Linked DNA regions of Mus musculus: all the other regions are linked to region 1. Evidence: chromatin contacts called from public Micro-C and promoter capture Hi-C data. All regions are on one chromosome and are shown on one strand. Each heading gives the region's core, a stretch centred on a gene start, on an enhancer-like site or on the middle of the called end of the contact. The rest is flanking DNA. Distances are from core to core; before and after follow the strand shown. Region 1 holds the start of Nkx6-2 (NK6 homeobox 2). Region 2 holds the start of Jakmip3 (janus kinase and microtubule interacting protein 3). Region 3 holds the start of Bnip3 (BCL2/adenovirus E1B interacting protein 3).

What was found. A called contact is a pair of places that touch in the nucleus more often than the background predicts. Capture Hi-C pulls out chosen DNA fragments and counts their contacts.
Region 2: a contact with region 1 is called in a promoter capture Hi-C map of liver, with 2.8 times the contacts expected there. The contact joins the promoter of Jakmip3 here to the promoter of Nkx6-2 in region 1. A contact is called at or near these places in 2 of 39 promoter capture datasets (pre-B cells and stem cell-derived epiblast-like cells), 3 of 484 Hi-C or Micro-C datasets (all in embryonic stem cells), 3 of 115 datasets of contacts at active chromatin or transcription factors (all in embryonic stem cells) and 1 of 9 other capture datasets (liver).
Region 3: a contact with region 1 is called in a Micro-C map of embryonic stem cells, with 2.7 times the contacts expected there. The contact joins the promoter of Bnip3 here to the promoter of Nkx6-2 in region 1. A contact is called at or near these places in 2 of 39 promoter capture datasets (cranial neural crest and embryonic stem cells) and 1 of 484 Hi-C or Micro-C datasets (embryonic stem cells).

What each region holds. Positions count from the first base shown.
Region 1 is chr7:139,581,350-139,584,049 of GRCm38.p6, forward strand. It overlaps Nkx6-2 (NK6 homeobox 2), which reads right to left and starts at 1,448. Exons shown (of 3, transcript NM_183248.3): 1 at 785-1,448; 2 at 532-704; 3 at 1-339. The coding sequence starts at 1,190. The coding sequence ends at 85. Gm33031 (a long non-coding RNA gene) reads left to right here and starts at 1,447. Exons shown (of 7, transcript XR_003946896.1): 1 at 1,447-2,700.
Region 2 is chr7:138,939,348-138,942,047 of GRCm38.p6, forward strand. Jakmip3 (janus kinase and microtubule interacting protein 3) reads left to right here and starts at 1,383. Exons shown (of 20, transcript NM_028708.2): 1 at 1,383-1,453.
Region 3 is chr7:138,908,096-138,910,795 of GRCm38.p6, forward strand. Bnip3 (BCL2/adenovirus E1B interacting protein 3) reads right to left here and starts at 1,411. Exons shown (of 6, transcript NM_009760.4): 1 at 1,268-1,411. The coding sequence starts at 1,298.

The DNA.
Region 1 (2,700 bases), core at 198-2,697:
TATATATACACACTGCGGCTGGGCGGCTGGCGTCGGGGCATGCCGCGAGTCCCGGTTCTCGGGTTCTCCGGCCTGGCCGCGTCCTCACAAGGCGTCCCCCGCGCTGCCACCACACGGGCTAACGAGCGCCAAGTTCGAGGGTTTGTGCTTTTTGAGAAGCCGCGTGATCTTCTCGTCATCGGAGTTGGGGTCCAGGGGCCGGTTGTATTCGTCATCGTCCTCCGCGTCTGAGCCACCCACCTTCAGCTTCTCGGCATCCGAGTCTTGCTTCTTTTTAGCCGACGCCATCTCTGCCGCGTGCCGCTTGCGCCACTTGGTCCGCCGATTCTGGAACCACACCTGGGGGTTTGGGGGAGGGATCATCAGACGGGCACCGAGGCTCGCCTCACCCGACCAGCACTCCGGACCCGCCTGGCGCCAGCGCTTTCCGCGGTCCGGCCGCAGCCGAACCGCCGCTCGCCGGCCGTTCGCAGGACGCGGACTCCGGGCCCCGCCTCAATACTGCTGGACCCCGGCCCATTTCGAGCTCACCTTCACTTGGCTCTCGGTCATGCCCAGAGAGTAGGCAAGCCGCGCGCGCTCTGGGCCTGCCAAATACTTGGTCTGCTCGAAAGTCTTCTCCAGCGCGAAGATCTGCTGGCCGGAGAAAGTCGGCCGCGAGTGTTTCTTCTTGCCATCCTTATCCAGGACCCCGCCGGCTTGGGCTGCGAAGAAGAGCCAGTGAGCGCAGTCCGAGGCCCGCGCCCAGCCCCTCTCCTTACCGAATCCCGCGCGGGCCACTTACCGGAGCCGGCCAGTCGCGGGTCCCTCCAGGGAGAGCCCTGCACCACCCCAGGCCAGAAGATGGGCGGGCGCCCAGGCAGTTCCGCCAGCGGCTTGGGGTAGCCCCGAGCCACGGCGGCTGCGGGCCCGAAGTAGACACCTGCAGACGAGGCGAGCCCGTTGAGACGGGGCAGACTTCCTAGGAGGCCGCCACCCGCTGCGCCCACCGGCCGTCCCAGGATGTCGCTGATGCCGTGCGGAGTGCCTAGAGGCAACTGCGCGCCAAGGCTGCCTAGGGCGGGTGTCTTGAAGCCCGCCGGGCCCTGCAGCGCGTAGGGGAACAGCGACGTCTTCATCTCAGCCATGTTGTGCAGCGCGGCTAAAGGCGCGCTGCTCAGCACAAACGCACCCGGGCGGTTAGCGTCCATGGGCGCCGCCGCCTCCGACCCGGGCGCCCATCCGGGCCCCGCTGCCACCGCCCGCACCCGCCGGCTCGGGAAGTTTGCGCGCGGCGCCGAAGAGCGCCGGCTACGCTGGGACGGGTGGACCGCGTTTCAAACGAACGCCGACGGCCCCTACGGGAAAGCGAGAGGACCGACGGCTGTTGCGCTGAATGGGCGGCGGTCAGAGAGAAGGCAGGGATACTAAGGGCGGCGGGAGCGGCAGTGGCGGCTCCGGGGCAGGTCGGAGCGGCGCCGCGCGGGATGGACGCACTGATAACCGCGGGGCCTGGGCGCGGCGCGCGCGCTGATTGGCTGAAGGCACTGGCGACCAGGCCATTGGCCAGCGTCCGGCCCGTCTGCGCGCGCCCCCGCCGGCCATGCACTCCATGAAGGGCCCATTAGCGAGGCAGGTGCCTCCGGGACTGTAAATTTGCCCCCTGATTTATCTCCCTAGAGATGAAATAAATCCCGTTGGATGGGAGTTTAGTTAGGCAAAGGTTTTAATGGGAAAATCAGGAAAAAATACGAGAACATATTTTATCGACCGAAAGAATGTAGATTTCAAGATCCACTCCGAAAGCTCAAGCTCAGTATGCTTAGTTCAGGGAAGAGCCTGGGACGGCTGGACGCCACAGGTCAGGGCACTCCATCTTGGATCAGGGCCCAAGCCCTGTACTGGGGTTCCTTCTCCTTCCCAGCTCGTGGTGGTGTGGGCTGTTGTGAACTTGTGGGTATAACTTTTCTGGGTGGATTTTGAACGAAAAAGGGTGGACTCTAGGGACCAGATAGATTTGGCTTCCTCAGATCTGCCAAACTCTGCCAACTGAACTCACTGACTTTAGATGGCTCCAGGCAACCGGTGACCTTACTACCACACACACACACACACACACAACCTATGCTGTCCTCCCGTTCTGAAATCCTTGAAGTTGGGTTGGGGTATCTGGGAGAGGCTAGGCCGTCCCCCTTGAACTTTTATGCTTATTAGGCACTCACCTAGGAGGTTACCCGTGTCCAGACTTTGAGGCCCAGGACCAGAATTCTCCTGCTTATTGCTTTCTGGCAAGCTGGACCTCGGGCCAGAATGCAGCGGTTTTGGAATTCAAGAACCAGGACGAAAGGATCACCTTACTCACTGACTTCGGCTGGGTATGCGTTTGCAGTCTAGCGGACAGAGCACTGGCTATAGACCCGGCCTGTAGAGCCCACTAGGCCTTAATTTCTTTTCTAGTACAGGGGCCTCTCACTCCATAAAATTGTTGGGCAGTTAACTGAAGTTGCAGCCACCTAGTGCGGCGGCGCACAGCAGGATCCGAGAAGGTAGCACGCTGGCGCTTATTTCTTTCCTCCTCTTGAGCAGTGCTTACTGTTAACCTCATAATACCTAGTACTGATTGTGATACAACCTGTGGAAATAGAATCTACTGTTTCCGGTCCTGGCGATTTAAGCAGAGGCCCTGTGCAGTTTGTTAATAACGACTTTCCCCTTTTGCCC
Region 2 (2,700 bases), core at 133-2,632, 640 kb before region 1:
AGACCTGTTACTTGGAGATCCCATCACCCGACACGTGCCTCCCACCCCCGACCCACTTGCAGCTCTGTGTGTGTACATGCGCATGCGCGTGCGTGCGTGCGTGCTGGCTGTGTGATGTAGTCTGCCGGATGGTGGTCTACCTGAGGAGCTCTTCGCTCCAGTACTCACCCTCTCTCTGCATCTATCTATCCTGTCATCCAACCCTCAGAACTCACTCTGTCAGGTGAAGGCCCACCCAGACAGAATACCTATATGTTTTGTGAAGTTTCTTGTTATTCTGTGCTCAGTCTCCCATGTTCTTGGATTAGAGGCACGCACCACAATGTCTGGATGTGACAGTTACCTTTAATTGTCTTTTGGCACAACCTAGACAGAGTCACCTCGGAAAAGAGTCTCACTGAGAGATTGTCTACATGGGGCAGTCTTGTGAGCATTTCTGTGAGGATGTAATAAATTAATGTGAGAAAACCCAGCCCCATGTGGGTGGTACCATTCTCTAGGCAGAGGGACACCCCCAACCCCAAAGTGAAGAAATGGGAGTTGAACACAAGCGAATAAGCAAGTGAGAGCATGCGCTTCTCTCGGCTCTTGACTGCAGATATATGTAACTAGTTGTTTGAAGTTCCTGCCTTGACTTTCCCACAATGATAGACTATAACCTGGAATTGCATGCTGGAATATACTTATTTGTTCCCTGAGTTGCTTTTCGTCTTGGACTTTAATACAGCAGTAGAAATGAAACTAGAACACACGATCACAGGACAAAACAAACAAACAAACAAACAAAGTGAGGGAACAGAGTGCTGAGATACAGGTTTTAGGCAGAGCTCTTGACCCTAGGTTCTATGTCCAGTATCAGAAGGGGAGGGGGCAAAGAGAAGCAGGGAGGACAGAACTCTGAATGTTGGGGTCCGGGATAACATTTGTTTGCTGAAGCCTGAAAAAAACGTTTCTCTCCCTACAGAGCCCTGGAAAGCAGCTTTTGGAGCCGGGAAGCAAAGGGTTAAGGGTTGGGACACCCACGTGCAACTCGCGGGCGCTGCTCATGGCTGCTCACATCCAGCACGCAATGAGGGTGAGTGATTCCTACCACGGATAGTCCCTCGTAGGCGCGTGGCCCTGGGCGACCCGCAGGCACATTTAACCTGGATGGCTTTTAGATCCCCACACAGCACAGCGGGACCCTCTAAACCACCAGGGTCATCTTCGGCAATGTCATTTCTTACTTTAACGGACCCAGGACTTATTTCTTAAAGGAATAAGCGCAACGATCTGGGGAAGCCAAGGGGCGGGCGACGCTGGGCCGGCGCCGGCTGGAGCGCCTGCAGGGGCGGGCCGGGGTTCGGGGCGCTGCCCGTGGTGACGCGCGGCCCCCGCCCGCCGCAGCGCCACTGCGATGGCTGAGCCCGACCGTCGGACGCCGCCGCCCGAAGCCTGATCGAGGGGAACCTTGGTGAGCAGCGGTGCGATCCTCAGGATCCCACGCATCCCACAGTTGACCTGGGAGGGGATGAGGGACGCGCTTTGCAGGGCTCCTTACGCTCCACCCGCTCCTGGCACTGAATATTCAGGGCTGGCGGATGCCCTGCGCTGCGGGCTGTAGGTGGCTTGGGGTGCCGGGGATGACACCGGAATGGAGCAAGGTGGTGACGCCCAGGGTGGCGGAGATAGCACGGGAATAGAAAAGGGTGGCGATGCCCAGGGTGTATGGGGATGGCGCAGGGTAGCGACTCTTGGGGTGGCGCCGGGATGGAGCGGGATGGCACGGGGATGGAGCAGGGTGGCGGGGCTTGCTCGACTCTCCCTGGTGATCCGGGGTCCGGAGGCCTTGCCCGAGTTGGGGTGTTTGCCTCTCTGGGAGATTTCTCGCGTTCCACTGGCAATTTATTTCACTGCACCGGTTTCCCGCGGTGTGCGGGAGCAGGGCCAGCCCAGCGCAGGCCTAGGGAGCTGCCGGTGACGCTGCGCTGGGTGTGGACGCGCAGGTGCGCCGCCGCCGCCGCTGCCGCTGCCGCTGGGGACTCGTCGTCTTCACAGTACCTCCTCCAGGATGGTGCTGCCAGGCCTTTTAGATTTTTAATTTTGGGGCAGATGGTTTAAATTTTTCCCGTGTTCCCGTTTCCGGGATGAACGCACAGCAGTGGGATCTATGCTGAGGATATGCAAGGCCACCGAATTACCATTTACTTGCGTTTGGGAGTTGGTGAGAGGACGCTGGCCTGGGCACTTTTCTTAGGAAAAGGACCTGCCTATCCATTTGACCTTGCCTACTTAAAAAAGAAAATGTTAGGGTTTTTAAAAAGGCAAAAATCAAAAAAACAAAAAAACCAAACCTTCTGCTTCCCAGCTAGATTCAGGCTTCCTCCACAAGATGGTGAAATGTGCAGAGCCCTCTTTGCCGACTGCCTGCAAATACAGCTAAGCCGGCAGTGAAGCCAGTGGTGACTCAGATCTGGGCGCTCTCTGCAGAACAGCAGGACACCAGAAAAGGCTCTGGCCTTGGTTGTGGGGCCCAAACTAGAGAACAGAGTTGCGGGAGTGGGTACTTCCAGCTTGCTCTGTAGGTGGAGTGAAGAAGGCCAGGGTCCTCTTTCCACCAAGGTACCCAATTAATACACCGAGAACAAGGCCCTCTTGGCCCTCTTTTCTCAGGAAGCCAACGTGTGGTTGTGAATTTAAACCCTTAGAGCAATAGCCTGC
Region 3 (2,700 bases), core at 161-2,660, 670 kb before region 1:
GAGTACAAAGGTCAACAGGATCCTCCTCCAGTCTCAGGGCCTGAGACTCAACTCAGACTCAACTCAGGCCCACCAGGTAGCTCTCAGAAATGGACAATGGCACATAGCACCCAGGCTGGCCTTGCAAAACTAGCAGCTGTCTGCGCAGTGCTAACAGTCTGTAAAGGCTGATGCTGGGAGAGCCTTTCTGTTATTTGTGAGACAGGGTCTGGCTACAGAGCCCCGAACTAGCCTGGTACGACTGTGTAGTCCAGGCTAACCTGGAATTTGTCAAGACTCAACTTCACCCACCCCATGATGGGATTTTAGGTGTGTCACCACACCCAGCCTCACTTCCATTTTAACCTACAATCTACTTCACTGCTTGCAGTGAGCCTACTGAACTAAATTATAAGCACTTTACCCTCCTTTTGAGCTGTTGTAGCTCTCTTCCACACTACCTCCAGCCATACCCCCTCTCTGTTTTTCTCTTTGTAGACTTGGCTGTCCTGAAATTCACTCTGTAGACCAGGTTGGCCTCGAATTTACAGAAATCCCCCTGCCTCTGCCTCCTGATTGCTGGGATAAAAGGTTTGTGCCACCACTGTGCGGCTATCCCACCTCTTAACTCTAAAACCTGACAGAGGTCTGAAACCCTGTATCCTCCTCTTCCATCAGGAAGTGGCAACAAAGCAAGCCAGGGGTAAAGATTGGGGGAGAGGGGACACAGCGGCAAAGCCTGTTAATTCCAAATTCCAGCTACTCTAGAGGCTGAACCAGGAGGATCACAAGTTCAAGACCAGTATGTCTTAAAGCAATAAAATGAAAACTGGTAGTGTTGCTCGGGAAATGAGCACTTACCCAGCACGTTCAGATCTGGTTCTGTCCCCAGTACCAAGTAGGAAAAGTGAAAGGCACTACAGTCATAAATATTAATGACTTCAATCAAAGCACTGAAAATTCAACTGCAACCTCTAACTCACTTAAGCAACTCTGAACAAGGGGACGCCAAGGGCCTGAAATCTGAGCTACTCGGGAAGCTGAGGAAGGAGGATCGCAGAGTTCGAGGCTCCCCTGACCTACAGAGTCTGAAAATACAGAACTATGACAGTGTGAAGAACAGAGCAGGAAAGAAAGACCCGGCCTGCCTGTGAAGGTACTGTCTGTAAGATGCCCCGAGGCTCACCACCCAGCCCCGGCTGCACCGAACTGCATCGCGGCCTCCACTCACCGCACCCCAGCCCGCGACCCTACCGCCTCCGCGGCCCCTCTCGGCCCACTGCCTCACCCTGCAGGTTCTCCTCCCCGCTCTGCGACATGGTGGCTCGGCAAAGGAGCCCGAACCCAACTGCGACAGGCCTGGGAGGCGGTCACCGAGAGGTAGCAGGGGCAGCCTGCGCCGCTCAGTTCTGAGGCCAGGCGACACTGGACTGAGGGACAAGGGGCGGGGCGGGGCGGGACGCACGCGGCGGCGGAGCCCATTGGCTGGGGGGCGGGGCCTGCAGGTGGGGGAGGAACGCGGGGGAGCGTGTGGCACGTGCGGCGCGTGCGCCGGCATGGGCGGGGCCTGAGGCAGGAGTGCGCGGGAGGGCGGCTGTTTTTAAGGTCTAATGCAGAAGTGGACCGGGGGCTGTGCCTGAGGCTGGAGTAACTGGGACCTAGGCGGGTAGGGAAGAGTCTGGGGGCGGGGCTCGAGGTCTGAGCCTTGGGACTCCGAGGTGCGCGCATTGCAGAGGCCAAGAGGCGGGTCTTGAAGCCAGGCTGGAGGTGGGCAGACGTGGGCGGGCTCCGAGATAGGCGTGGCATGAGGACGTGCGGCCAGGTTTTTGGGCGTCTGGCCTTGGGTGCTGAGTTTGCCCCTCCTGCTCGCGGTTGACCCATAGTTCCCCAATCTCCTCCGGAACCTGCGAGCGCCAGCAATGGGAGCACACATGGTCTCGCTGTCTCTATGCACGCTTACAGATAGTTTTTTAGGTTGCATCTTTAAGAAAAATGCAGTCCGGGAGTGCTTATGTATAACTCTAGTCCCAGCCCTGGTTCGTGGCCAGGCTGGGCTGCACTGTATGAAGCTGTTTACAACAAAGCAAAACAAAAAATTTGCCAGTATTCTACTGCAGCATCAATGGCGAGTTGGGTAGTGCTGTGGTATGCTGCATGCGAGAAAGGACGGCATTTTTGGACAGGAACGGTTGGAGAGACCTTTGGAGGGCCAGTTTTGAGGATTCTGCATCCTCCCTGTAACCTACCCAGTAGCTTCTCTGTACTTGGAGGTTGGAATTCCCTCTTGATACAGTTCTGGGATAGAGAAGGGGCTTGTGAACCTCAAAAGAAGCTATCTTAGTAGCAGTGGGTCAGGTCACTAGAAGCAGCTTCATTTGGTGTTTTGTTTTTTCCCAGACAATGTCATAACCGAGGCTGGCTTTGAATTGGCTGTGTAGCAAAAGCTAACCTTGAATTTCCGATCCTACTGCTTTCGCCTCCTGAGAGCTGGGATTATAGCTATGCAGCCTTGATTTCCGTTTGTTTTGTTTGGAGTGCTAAGGTTATACGAGGGCCTTGCACATGCAAGTTCACTGCAGCTGAGCCATGTCACCAGACTGAATCTGATGTCTTTTTTTAGACAGATTCGCTTTGTAACCTACTCTGGTCTTAAACTTTTTTTCCTGCCCCAGCTTCCCAGTGGTTCCACCACTCTTAACTGAAAGCTTGCTTTCTTACAGT